Regions from separate parts of the Hordeum vulgare genome. Here region 2 is linked to region 1. A link is a contact called in public Hi-C data. All regions are on one chromosome and are shown on one strand. Each heading gives the region's core, a stretch centred on a gene start, on an enhancer-like site or on the middle of the called end of the contact. The rest is flanking DNA. Distances are from core to core; before and after follow the strand shown.

Region 1 (5,754 bases), core at 1,189-3,688:
TTATGACGTACGACAGAAGCATTATTTGCTTTATTATTAAATAGCAAATATGTCCGTGCGTTGCAACAGGAGTCAAAATATTACGCCCTAACCAAATAAGTATGACTCAATACCTCGATGTATGAGCGTCCTCTATTTTTTTAATTTTAACACAGTGGCTCATCATGTTGACACTTCTTTATTTTTTCCACGCTCTTTAATGATGTCCGGTGTATCCATGTAATTACAATGCATTTGACGTGGTAAATCTCAAGACTATGAGCCAGCCATTGCACGCCACACTTGTTATTGTGTAGCACAATGGGATTTTTAAAACTTCAACAACTAATCTCGTCGATCACAAACTACTCCCAACCCCTAGGCATATAAACACTTCTCAAGAACTAAGTAAAACCTAAACCTAAAAGACTTAACCGCTTAAATTCTAAAGCTATTTAGATCAATCTTATGAAGAACTACTAAAATAGACCACATGACAGTATGAAAATAATAATCATTATTAGCATAATTTCAAACAATATGAAAATCAATATTAAACCACTCGTACATAAACCTCATATCAACAGTTTAGTGTCCATCGCTTTTGCAAAATGAATCTCTTTTTGCCTGGTTTTTATTTTTTATTATCTTATGTTTTATGTTTTCTTTTCGGTTTCACATTTTCTCTTAGTTTTTCTATTTACTTTTTTATTTATTTCTTTTTCATTTTCCTAAATTCTTCCAAATTTTTGAATATTTTTTAAATAATGAACATTTGTCTCATCCACAATTCATTTTTGAAATAACGAACATTATTAGAAATCGTAAACATTTTTTAAATTCATTATTTTTTTACAAAGTCTGAATTTTCTGAATAACAAACATTGTATGATTTCATGAACATTTTTTTAGAACTCACAACTTTTTAAATTTAGATTTTTGAGAAATTACGAAATAATTTAAAGATAGGAAAAATATGGACCGGCCATGAAAACGTAGTGGAAAGGAGGATGTGCATGCTAGTTGTAATAAAAAGAAAAAGGAGAGACTGGAAAAAGCCGCAGGATCTCTCGATCGAACCCGAGTCTGCCCTTAAGCAGGGGGCGGCTTCAGCCACTATATTACCCATGCGTTTGTACCAATTTCTTGTCCAAACTTGTAAGAACGATACGTCACGGCGATTTTGACAGGAGCGAAAATCTGAATCGTTTTCTTAACTTGTGAATGGCATGGTGGGTAATTTAGAACAACTTTAGGGGTAAAAATTATGACGTACGGCAGAAGCAGTAGCTGCTTTATTAATATAGCAAAAGGACCCGTGCGTTGCGACGGGAGAAAAACAATTATAATCTCCAATCATGCTGATCATATTATGTTTTTAAAATCTTAGGACATTTCTTGAAATGCATGAACATTTTTTGAATTAGCAAACATTTTTTTCAATTGCACTCAAAAAATAACACACAAACTTTTTTTCAAAATCATGGACTTTTATTGTTTTCACCAACATTGTTCCAAAAATTATGAACATTTTTTTGAATATGCGAATATTTTTACAAAAATCCTGAGCATTTTTTGAATTCACAAACATTTTATATTTTCTTCAAACTTTTATTTCAAAATTCCCAGTTTTATAAATTGCAAAAGTTTTTCAAAGTTCTAAATTATTTAAACTAAAAAATGGAACAGAAAAATGAAAATAAAAAATGAGACTAAAAACACAGGCACGAACTGTTTTTAAGATTTTTACACGGGCTTTTGTTTAAAGTCGTTGACTTTTTTATTTTATGGACATTTTCTCAAAGTTTTAACATTTTTTATATGCAAACATTTATCAAAACTCCTGAGTAGTTTTTGAATTCTAAAAGAATATGTTTTTTTTAATATTTTATTTCGAAATTCTCAGTTTCTTAAATTTGAGAAAAGTTGTTTGAAGTTCTAAATTATTTAAAGTAGGAAAACAAAATGGAACTGAAAAGAAAAATAAAAAAACTAAACTAAAAAAACAGACGTCCACGCATGGACCGGCCGAAACAGGTGTGCTGCATCTTTTTCCAACGCCCAGAACGTAATATAGGAGGTGCCTACATGGGCCGGTCCAATCCGGAGATTTTCCTGTTTAAAGCGTTTTTTATGATTTATAACTGGCATTTGTGTGTAATTTTAGTCAACTTTAAAGGTAATTTGGATGAGGTACGGAAGAAGCACTATTTGCTTTAGTAGTACGTAAAGAGGTAAAGATAAGAATTAGTAGGTAAAGATAAAGATATATACAGGTAAAGAAAGATTCGCTGGATTCTCCTTTGTATTTTCTGAGGTACACAGCCGTCCTCTCTCGAACACTCCGCGCCCGTCGTCGGATCCTTCGCGGAGACGTACCCATCAAACAGACGGAGCCGTCACGGCAAGGGATTCCTTCTCCACCCGGTCCCGTGCCCAATCGTTCAGTCGTCATAAATACCGACCCCCTCCCAGCTTCCAATCCTCACCACCGCTCCCCGCAACGGAACCAACAAATCCCCAACCAATCTCGTCTCCAATCGACCCGAGGCTCGTCGAATCCTCCTCCCCCGCCGCTTCAAGGTACGGCGATCCCTTCCCCTCTCCCCATATCGTCTGGATCTGCGTTTCTGTGCTACTCCGTGGTAGTTGGGCGTGTAGTGCCGTGGAATTTGGCTCCGATCTGTGGTTAGATCGGTGAAGATTGAGCGAATTCGTAGGGATTTCGCGTGTGCTAATCTGTATTGAATGATCAGGATGAATTCCTTGATAACGTGTGGTCTCTTATGTTAATCTATGCATGTTTTATATTCCATATAAATTTTCTCTAGACGCTTGTACTGCCATTGATTTTGACCCGAAGATAGGTTTCGTCCTGATAAGCATGCCCAACAGCTATATGGAAATCCGTGAGAAATTTAGATGTGCATGAACCTATTTGCTCGCTGGTATCTCTTTGATGAAGAAAATATCTCTGTTGAGTCCCTGGCTTGATGTATAAGCTTTTCTATTTGCGTTGGTAGTTTTGTTAAGCTTTAGCGAATTCGTAGGGATTTTGTGTTTATTTTCTATTTTTTATTAAAGGGTTAGTATATCCGTCTTCCAAGCGAATTCATGATGCCATATGGTCTCATATGTCAATCTATGTATGTTTTATCTATTATTACAGTTCTGTTCCAGCTTGGTAAATCTTTATGAACCATAATAGTAGATGTGTGATAAAAATTTCTCCACACACATATACTGCCTGATCTGTCACTTTTATCAGATTGCTGTTGTACCAAGATCGTCCGGCCTAGGATTGTAGATTTCTTTTCTCCTGAAGCTTGTGGAATCATTGAGATAGCAAATACATGTAGTGTCCGATGTGCTTGATTTATTACCCTGAAGCTAGGTTTCTCTCTTACTCCCTCCGTTCCTAAATATAAGTAGTTTTAGAGATTTCATTAGAGGACTACATACGGATGTACATAGACATATTTTAGAACGTAGATTCACTCATTTTGCTTCGTATGTAGTCCACTAGTACAATCTCTAAAAATACCTATATTTAGGAACGGAGAGAGTACATAAAATGCATGTCTGGCAGCTATGTGTAATCATTATATCAATGAAATCTGTAGATTTCTGTGTTGCCATAGAAGCTTGTCAATGCATTAATATTTGCTGCTCTATCATTGTGAGTTTGCCTTGTCTACTTCTTTATGCTTACCAATCCTATCTGTGATTCTTCTTTGCAGATGCAGATCTTTGTGAAGACATTGACGGGCAAGACCATCACCCTTGAGGTGGAATCCTCTGACACAATCGACAACGTCAAGGCCAAGATCCAGGACAAGGAGGGCATTCCTCCGGACCAGCAGCGTCTCATCTTCGCTGGCAAGCAGCTCGAGGATGGTCGTACCCTCGCTGACTACAACATCCAGAAGGAGTCCACCCTTCACCTTGTCCTCCGTCTTAGGGGTGGCATGCAGATCTTCGTGAAGACCCTCACCGGCAAGACCATCACCCTTGAGGTTGAGAGCTCTGACACTATCGACAACGTCAAGGCCAAGATCCAGGATAAGGAGGGCATTCCCCCGGACCAGCAGCGCCTGATCTTCGCTGGCAAGCAGCTGGAGGATGGTCGCACCCTTGCTGACTACAATATCCAGAAGGAGTCCACCCTTCACCTTGTCCTCCGCCTTCGGGGAGGCATGCAGATCTTCGTGAAGACCCTGACTGGGAAGACCATCACTCTGGAGGTGGAGAGCTCAGACACCATCGACAATGTCAAGGCCAAGATCCAGGACAAGGAGGGCATCCCCCCGGACCAGCAGCGTCTGATCTTCGCCGGCAAGCAGCTGGAGGATGGTCGGACCCTTGCGGACTACAACATCCAGAAGGAGTCTACCCTTCACCTGGTGCTCCGCCTCCGTGGTGGTCAGTAATTGCCCTAGCGTTGGAAGTCCTGGGTCGTCCGGTGGGCGGTGCCCTGTCTGTTCAATTGAACTGTTTTCTCGTTTGCGTCTGTCCTACTGTGGTTGGTTTAATGAACTATAGAGTCACCGTGTTATGTGTGGTTTAAACTGTTGCTGGTACAGCAGTATCATCAACTAATGAATAAGTGAACTTCATATAAATCTGCTTGCGCTCATGTACTATTTAGTTTATATCTTGTGCTTGAATTGCTTGCTTGCAGTTTTGCAATGATCTTACTATTACTGCCTTCTCTGATTTCCTTTCTGGACTATGATCCTAATTCCCGGGTTCTGAATGTTCCAGTGAAATAGTTGCTGTAATGTTCAGATTTGGATGGTGCAATGTATTCTTTTGTCTTTTGTGGATCCTGTTGCTGATTGTTTTTGAAAATCCTTCTGGAGACGGATAAATGCGAGTTGCGTTAGGATGCGACCGGCTTGGGTTAAAATTCTTTCCCAGCTGCATGAGATGTACTCCCTTTGTCCGGTAATTCTGGTCGCAACTCGCAAGTGCAGTTTAATGCTAATTTTACAAAAAAGCCCTTGCAGTTTCAAAGCCGTTACAAACAAGTCCCTCCACTCTATCTTCCTCGGCCGTGCGTCGCAAGGGGCCAGCGCCGCCAAGCTGCGTTATTTGCCGCCATACAGGAAGTGCTCCGCCTTCGTCGCCACGTACCTACTCCGTCGCCAAGTACCTGCCCCGCCACCGTCGCTCAGATCTGTGACACCGCGATTCCCTCCCGCCGTGATTGCCTATGGGTGTCGTCGGAATTTTCCACCATGATCCAGTGGAGCATGAGCTCCCACTCATCCTCCTCGAGCTCCCACTAGCCCTCCTTGAGCTGCCTCGCGTGCGCCGTTGGACAAGGAGCTCGCGCTTGTGTCTTTGTGTGCCACTGTGGTGCTCCTTATCCTCTGCAGTTTTCTTCTTGATGGAAGTGTCAAATACTTAGTAGGAAGTCCCGGTGGGTAATCACCAAATGTTCTAGTACGAGTACATCCAGTTCCGGATGGTCATCTAGTATGGGACCTAAGAGAAGCCCTTTTTGAATCCTTTTATTAAGCCATTGCTAATTCCGTAAGGCAATCCTTCAACGTTGTAGAAAAGAGTTCAATACAAAAGCACACAAAGGCTTTGGACTATGAAAGGCTACCTTTATCATGCATGAATAAGGCCGGGAGATTATGTCCTCAAGCAAAGGCCAAGCCTGATCTCCCTTTCCCTTGATATGGTGGACTTCTAAAATAGGCTTTCTTTGTTCGTATGATTTTGCAGAATACTATAATAAGCCACTCCTGAAAATGGGCTGGCTAC
Region 2 (6,075 bases), core at 2,633-5,132, 670 kb before region 1:
ATTTGAAGTTGTGCTTGAAATAGAAGAGCAACAAAGAAAGATGGGATAATTACCAAACATGTGCGAGAATATCCTCAGCCCTTTGAAGATTCCCTTCATCTTTACCGCCATTTGTGAGGGCCTACACAAAGAAAAGTTCCTACAAGAATGGAAATGTCCTATAAGATCACAGATGCTTCAGAACAAATGCATGCTAGGATTAGCAGTTTTCGCCTTCTCGGGAAATTCAGCTCTCATGACATGCTAAACAAAAGATTCTCAGAGGCTCAGAATCATATACATATCGGCACGACATGTATAGAAGGACAGAAGGCAGCTTACCTCAAGAGAAAGTACTTTCAAGTTGCCCAAAAACTTCGTAAACCCGACTTTATTTCTGAATCTTCGGAACCAGTTTCAGTCTGTACAGGAATCAAGAAAGCAAGCTAGGGCCTGATGATGGTGATGAAGAACAAGAGTTTGGTTTGGAGGGAGGAGAGAGGAAGAGGGAGCTAAATCTTCTGAGAGGGTAGCATGACAACTTCTTAAATATGGTGGCAAGTTAGTTGGCTGCACCTCTTCTTCTTCGTCGTCGTCGACTTTTTTTTCCTTTTTTATTCTCTAGGGGCCAATTCATGCCTGCTGATAAACACCAACTTGTTGCTGTTTTAGCTGTACTTGGATTGTGTTCCTCTGCCAATCATTTCCTTGTACTTTTTATGTTCCACCATAAAAAAATAGGGAACTCGAACTGTTAGTATCAGAATATTCTTAACAAGAAGTTGAATTTTATTTTCCTGCATTAGTTTCTTATTAGTAAACTGAATGTTTTGCGGAGCTTGCTCTGGAAAAAGGCTGGCTGTTTACTATGCATACAACTTGGACTGCCCACTGTTAAATTCCTTGAAAGCTTCAGGTCCAATTAATGGTTGCCCATGTCTGTCAGCTTAAGATCAGGCATGTGGCTCATGGTCCTTAATCCTAGTGACTTGAAAGGATATTATGTAGTCTTGCTGGTATTAGGTAGCATTGAGGTGTGCAGTTAAGAGCACAACAGCAACTTAGGACCAGCTGAAATGCCACCCACAGCTAGTTTTGTACTTGGTATTTGATCTTGCGAAGAAGAAGAGAAAGAAGATAATAGACCTTCATCTATGAAGTGACCTCCTTTCCTGCGAAGCATACATCTGACCTATTTCTTTGAGGAATGGTGATGTGTCTCATTCCATCAATGCAAAGATATGTGTTTGAAGATCTATTTTATTTACATATATTTGTTCCTAGTAGCTTACTTTTGTGACATAAAACTTATATTATCTTCCTTTGCTTGTGTGCTTGTGCCTTGAAATTTTCCTACCATGCAGCAAGTGCAGCATCAGAAACCAATCTCCATGGCTTGCTTGTCTTACCAGTTCTCCAAACAGATAATACCATCATTTGCAGGCTCAGCCAGAAAGAGACATCACTACTACTACCATTTACAGTACAATATTTGAGAACTCTCCATTTTCTTAACTCCGTTTACAACATTTCAGCAACAGAAACCAGAACCTGATGTCAATGTCCATTTACAATATTCCAGAACTCTCCATTTTCTTAACTCCACACAAGGTCAGCAGCCATTTCATCAATGGAGAAATACCAGGTGTCCCGTTACCAAAAAGAAAAAAAAGAAACTAGAAATACCAGGTGTCCACCACCACCTGTCATTCTGAATTGGCCCCGTCTCCTCCGATACGCCTAGTGACGCAGAACCGCCGTATTTTTCCGAGTTCCTGCAGCACAAAGACCCTCAATTATGGCGCATATAAAAATACTGTAATGCGCTACGAACTCATCGATACAAGCTAAGCAAATTAACTGTTTCTTTTGGCAGAGAAATGGGCACAGCTAAACACTTCCTTTTCTTGTCTAATAACAAACATATTTCGGGAGTGTTGCAGACATGTCGTGTGGATAAGCTGTTGCCTGTTGGATCGTGAGATCGGCGCAGAAACATATGTCTATGTGCACTGGTTGGCCCAGATCGGACAGGATCCGGTCATGCCTCGCACCTACCCGGATTGGCACCGTTGGCGGTCTGGGAGCTGTTGAGATCGTGGCATGATCGTCATGTGATCGGCGAGGAGCTGTTGCGGTCTTGGAGCTCTTCTGTCGAGTCAAAAACAAAGATCCCCATGGAGGTTGGGGGGGCTGAGGTGTTGGAGATCTTCTTTCAGAGGTTCAGAATCGCGTTTTGGATAGGAAATTTGATACGAAACTTTCTTTTTTTACGGACCGGTTTGGTACGAATCTCACGAGAAGGGTAAAGTTGACGGCTCGCCGATCACGATAAGATTACGATGGAAGCCATGTGATGCTTCCTTTTTCATATGGCAAAGGACCTGTTTTTGAAATATAAAAATGACAAAGACTGTCGTGATTTGTGTTCTATGAGGCCACCTCGCCGAACCACACTTTGGGTCAACCCATCTCATTCGCCCCTCGTTATCTGCCCTGTTTAAAAAAACACGGAAAAAATGCCTCTTCCATCCCTGAACTCTAAAACTCCACCTAAATTGCTTCCTTCCAGGTGGATTTGAAGCCACGCCACCCTCCGATATTTTTTCCGCATTAAAAACTTTTGATTTGTTCATCAATTGTCAAGACAGTACAAAGAACATTAAAAGTAAGAAAAATCACATCCAGGTCTCTAGACTATCTAACGGCGACTGCAAACATTGGATCAAGTTGAAGGCATGCTGCCGTGATCGCCCTCCCTCATCAGAGCCAAGAAAACCTTTATTCGCGGGAGCACAAGGAGGATGCCACAAGAGTCATGACATGACACTTTAACTCTGATGTCCAAGGAAAATAAAACGCCCCACCACCATCTTTCCACGGCATGTATAGACTTTGTTGGCATTCCCTCTATCGATGGTGATTTTTTTTTTTTTTGAACTGCCTTGTCGACGACAATGTGGGGGAGGGGGTCTGGAGGCTGTTGGCATAATGGCATTTTGGCAACACGTCAATATCAGGACTCTCTTTGTGTCCCATGCATATACGAGGCAAGGTTAGGGATAAATGTGCACATAAATATGAAAAACTGATTGAAGTAAATAATTAAATTCCCCTCTTCTAGAGGAACACGAAAGAAAGGTTCCCCATGGGCCTGAAAATGCTAGTATAGATTATTGAAGCTATTCAAACTCTGCATGCCCCTTCCAATACAACTCGCAAGCCATGAGGAAGCATGGATTTCTAGTTGCAATGTACAAGTGCTAAATACTCCCTTGGTCCAAAAATACTCGTCATGTTACAGAAATAAATATATCTAGATGTATTTTAGTTGTAGATATATTCATTTATATATGTTTATATGATAAATAATTTCGGATGGAGGAAATAATATAAAGCGAGTGTGATGGGTCGACCCAACTCCGGCGTTGAGCAATAATTGGTTTTCAGCGATTCTCCTCCGGTGTCTCTCTTTTCTATTTTTATACCAATTTTCTTGTTAGGTTTCTATTTTATATGCCTTTTTTTAATATTAATTTTTCTGGTTGTTTTCCTCTTTAGCTTTTTCATAATTTCTGAACAATTTTTTATAATCCATGGAATTTTTAAAAAAATGAATATTTTTAAAATGTAAATAAATATGGTTTTGCAACAACATATATATGGATCTTTAAAAAAAATCTGAGCCAAGAGATTTTTCTTTACGGATACCCGAGCCACCAGCTGTTTTTTTTTTCTTGAGTGGCCGCTACCTGGGCTGGCCCATGAATAAGAGCTGCCGGAGGAGGAGCAAGCTAATGGGCGCACTCCGCCCGTTGAATGGGTCGCATCTCACACGTACCACTCTTTAGGCCCATATAAGCGGTGCTGCTGCTCTTGTCCTCTTCTCACGTCTCTCTCATTCCCCACAATTCCTCTCCGCCACTCCACTCCCCGAACCATCGCAAGATCGTCGTCGTCCTCCTCGTCGTCGCCAAGGTGCGCGCTCTCCTTCCCCGCCGCCTGTCCCGCCTCGCCACGCTCTCGATCGCATGTTTGACGATGTGCGGCCTCTCGCGTGATATGTGGATCGCCGCGTGCGTCTAGGATCTAGTCGACGTTGGTTCGACGATCCCTGGCGCCGGCCTGTCGGAGCTTAGCCGCTGGGCGCGCGTGTGGTGCAGTTCGTCCATGCATGATTCTGGCCGCCTGGACACGCGTCGGATTCTGGTGCCATGCATCCGTGCTGCGATCTCAACACCTTGGAGATAATTAGAACGGGACGACGCATGCTGAATTGGAATGGCAAGGTTACATGACGACACACGCCGAGAGACCAAATGGTGGATGCGGGGTATTACAATTAATGTCATTGTGCGGAGGAGTCACAGAAGCGTTCGGCTTTCAATATATGTGTGGCATTTTTATTTTTTGAATATATGATTGATTCATGGGAAAATCTAATGGGCTTCCTACGCACACATGTGTCAGATCTTAAAAAGACGGAGATGATTTACCGATTAACATAATGTAGTACTGGTTAGTTTAATAGGAGTATAAGAGGGAATCTATTTTTTGCACTTACACGCTGCTGAGTTATAGTAGCTAGTTGCATTTTAAAAATGATTTATCTTCCAAACCGGTATCTTAATTAATGATCCATTTTCATCACTGACTTTATTGCGACGAGATCTTCAAAACTAGATCCCATGTTAACATGTTTTGATAATTTTTATTTTCATCGGTACTTGTCAGATTACTATGACTTACTTGTCATATTATTTGTTATATAGTTCTCACATTAAATCAACTTGGTTATCACCTTCATGAATGAGTAAAAAACTTGATTCATTATACTTATGCTGGTTCAAGCATTTGCTTGTTTATTATTAATGCTTTAATACACACTTTTTAGCTTCACAGAACATTGTAATACTTAAAAAGTATAAAATTATTATCACGATAACTATGTATAATTTTTGTGACAACTGTACATTTGTAAGATGACAAATATGATGACATAAATGTGGTAATTAGGAACGACAAAAAAAATCAACGAAACATGTCAACACGAGATCTTATTTTGAAAGTTTTGTCGAGACGAACCTAACGGTGAAGATGAATCTCCAATAAAATTATTAATTTCTGAGATAAAACATTTTTAAGATTGACAATAAATATGCATAAGATGTTGACTAGGACTGGAAAATGTTTTGCATGCATGCGCTGCCAAAATGCTCTTTTTCGACAGTATAATTTTTTGATGTTACTACATTCTTGGACCTAAAAGCCGTTCTTGTATACTTTTTTAATCCTGAAACATGCACTTAAACGCGATTTGCGCCGTGGCCAGCCAGCCGCCACATGGGAAGGCAACCGTGCGGGACCGCTACGAAGCGAGCTCCTTGTTTCATTGCCTGCTTAAGAGTTAAGACTCCTTTTATTTCTGATATGGTGATATGAGTATGGGTTCTAGCCATGATCAGCCATATAATTGTCGATTATGATGCCATTACGGTCCACAAGCTGTTCCTAGCTTCTTCTAAATTACCTTAGGTGTGGTAGTTTATCGATTTTTCGTCAAAAAGACGACATGATCAACAGAATTGCTAAAAAGGATCAATTTCGATTGAAATTGACAGAAAAGACTCCCGAATCGTAACGACAGGTGCGTCAGCCGACATGTGGCACCTGCCGCAACTGCCGGAGTCGGCAACACTGTTCACGTGAGGAATGATTCACTACGACTGAACAATGTTTTTGAGAAACATAAAAAAATAGCAAAAAAATTCAAAAAAACTGAATTTTTTTGGTAGCACAGATGATCGAGTGTTCTAGATGGGTGCAAAATTTCAGAATTTTTTGTGTTTTTTTGCTATTTTTTGATTTTTTTTAATACGGTTCATTTTGGATGAGCATTGATGCCGCCGCACCCGGATAAACAGTGCTGCCACCTTTTGGCCGTGGCGGCAGGTGCCACGTGTCGTCTGGAACGCCTGCCGCCACGGCCCAGGGGATATTTTATGCCAATTCGATTGTGCATGTGGTTTTTTTGACAAAAACTTATAGTTTATCTAGTTTGCATGTTTTTCTGCTCCTGTCTTCATTCAAGTGCAC

Evidence for each region. Hi-C and Micro-C count contacts between places; a contact is called where the count stands out from the background.
Region 2: a contact with region 1 is called in a Hi-C map of seedling, with 5 times the contacts expected there. The contact joins the promoter of LOC123404689 here to the promoter of LOC123401361 in region 1. A contact is called at or near these places in 1 of 6 Hi-C or Micro-C datasets (seedling) and 1 of 1 datasets of contacts at active chromatin or transcription factors (embryo).

The regions. Positions count from the first base shown.
Region 1 is chr6H:96,638,614-96,644,367 of MorexV3_pseudomolecules_assembly, reverse strand. It overlaps LOC123401361 (polyubiquitin 11), which reads left to right and starts at 2,438. Exons shown (of 2, transcript XM_045095149.1): 1 at 2,438-2,562; 2 at 3,720-4,601. The coding sequence starts at 3,720. The coding sequence ends at 4,409.
Region 2 is chr6H:97,305,619-97,311,693 of MorexV3_pseudomolecules_assembly, reverse strand. LOC123404689 reads left to right here and starts at 3,882. Exons shown (of 3, transcript XM_045098627.1): 1 at 3,882-3,957. It overlaps LOC123402600 (CRIB domain-containing protein RIC10-like), which reads right to left and starts at 576. Exons shown (of 5, transcript XM_045096533.1): 1 at 322-576; 2 at 54-139. The coding sequence starts at 111.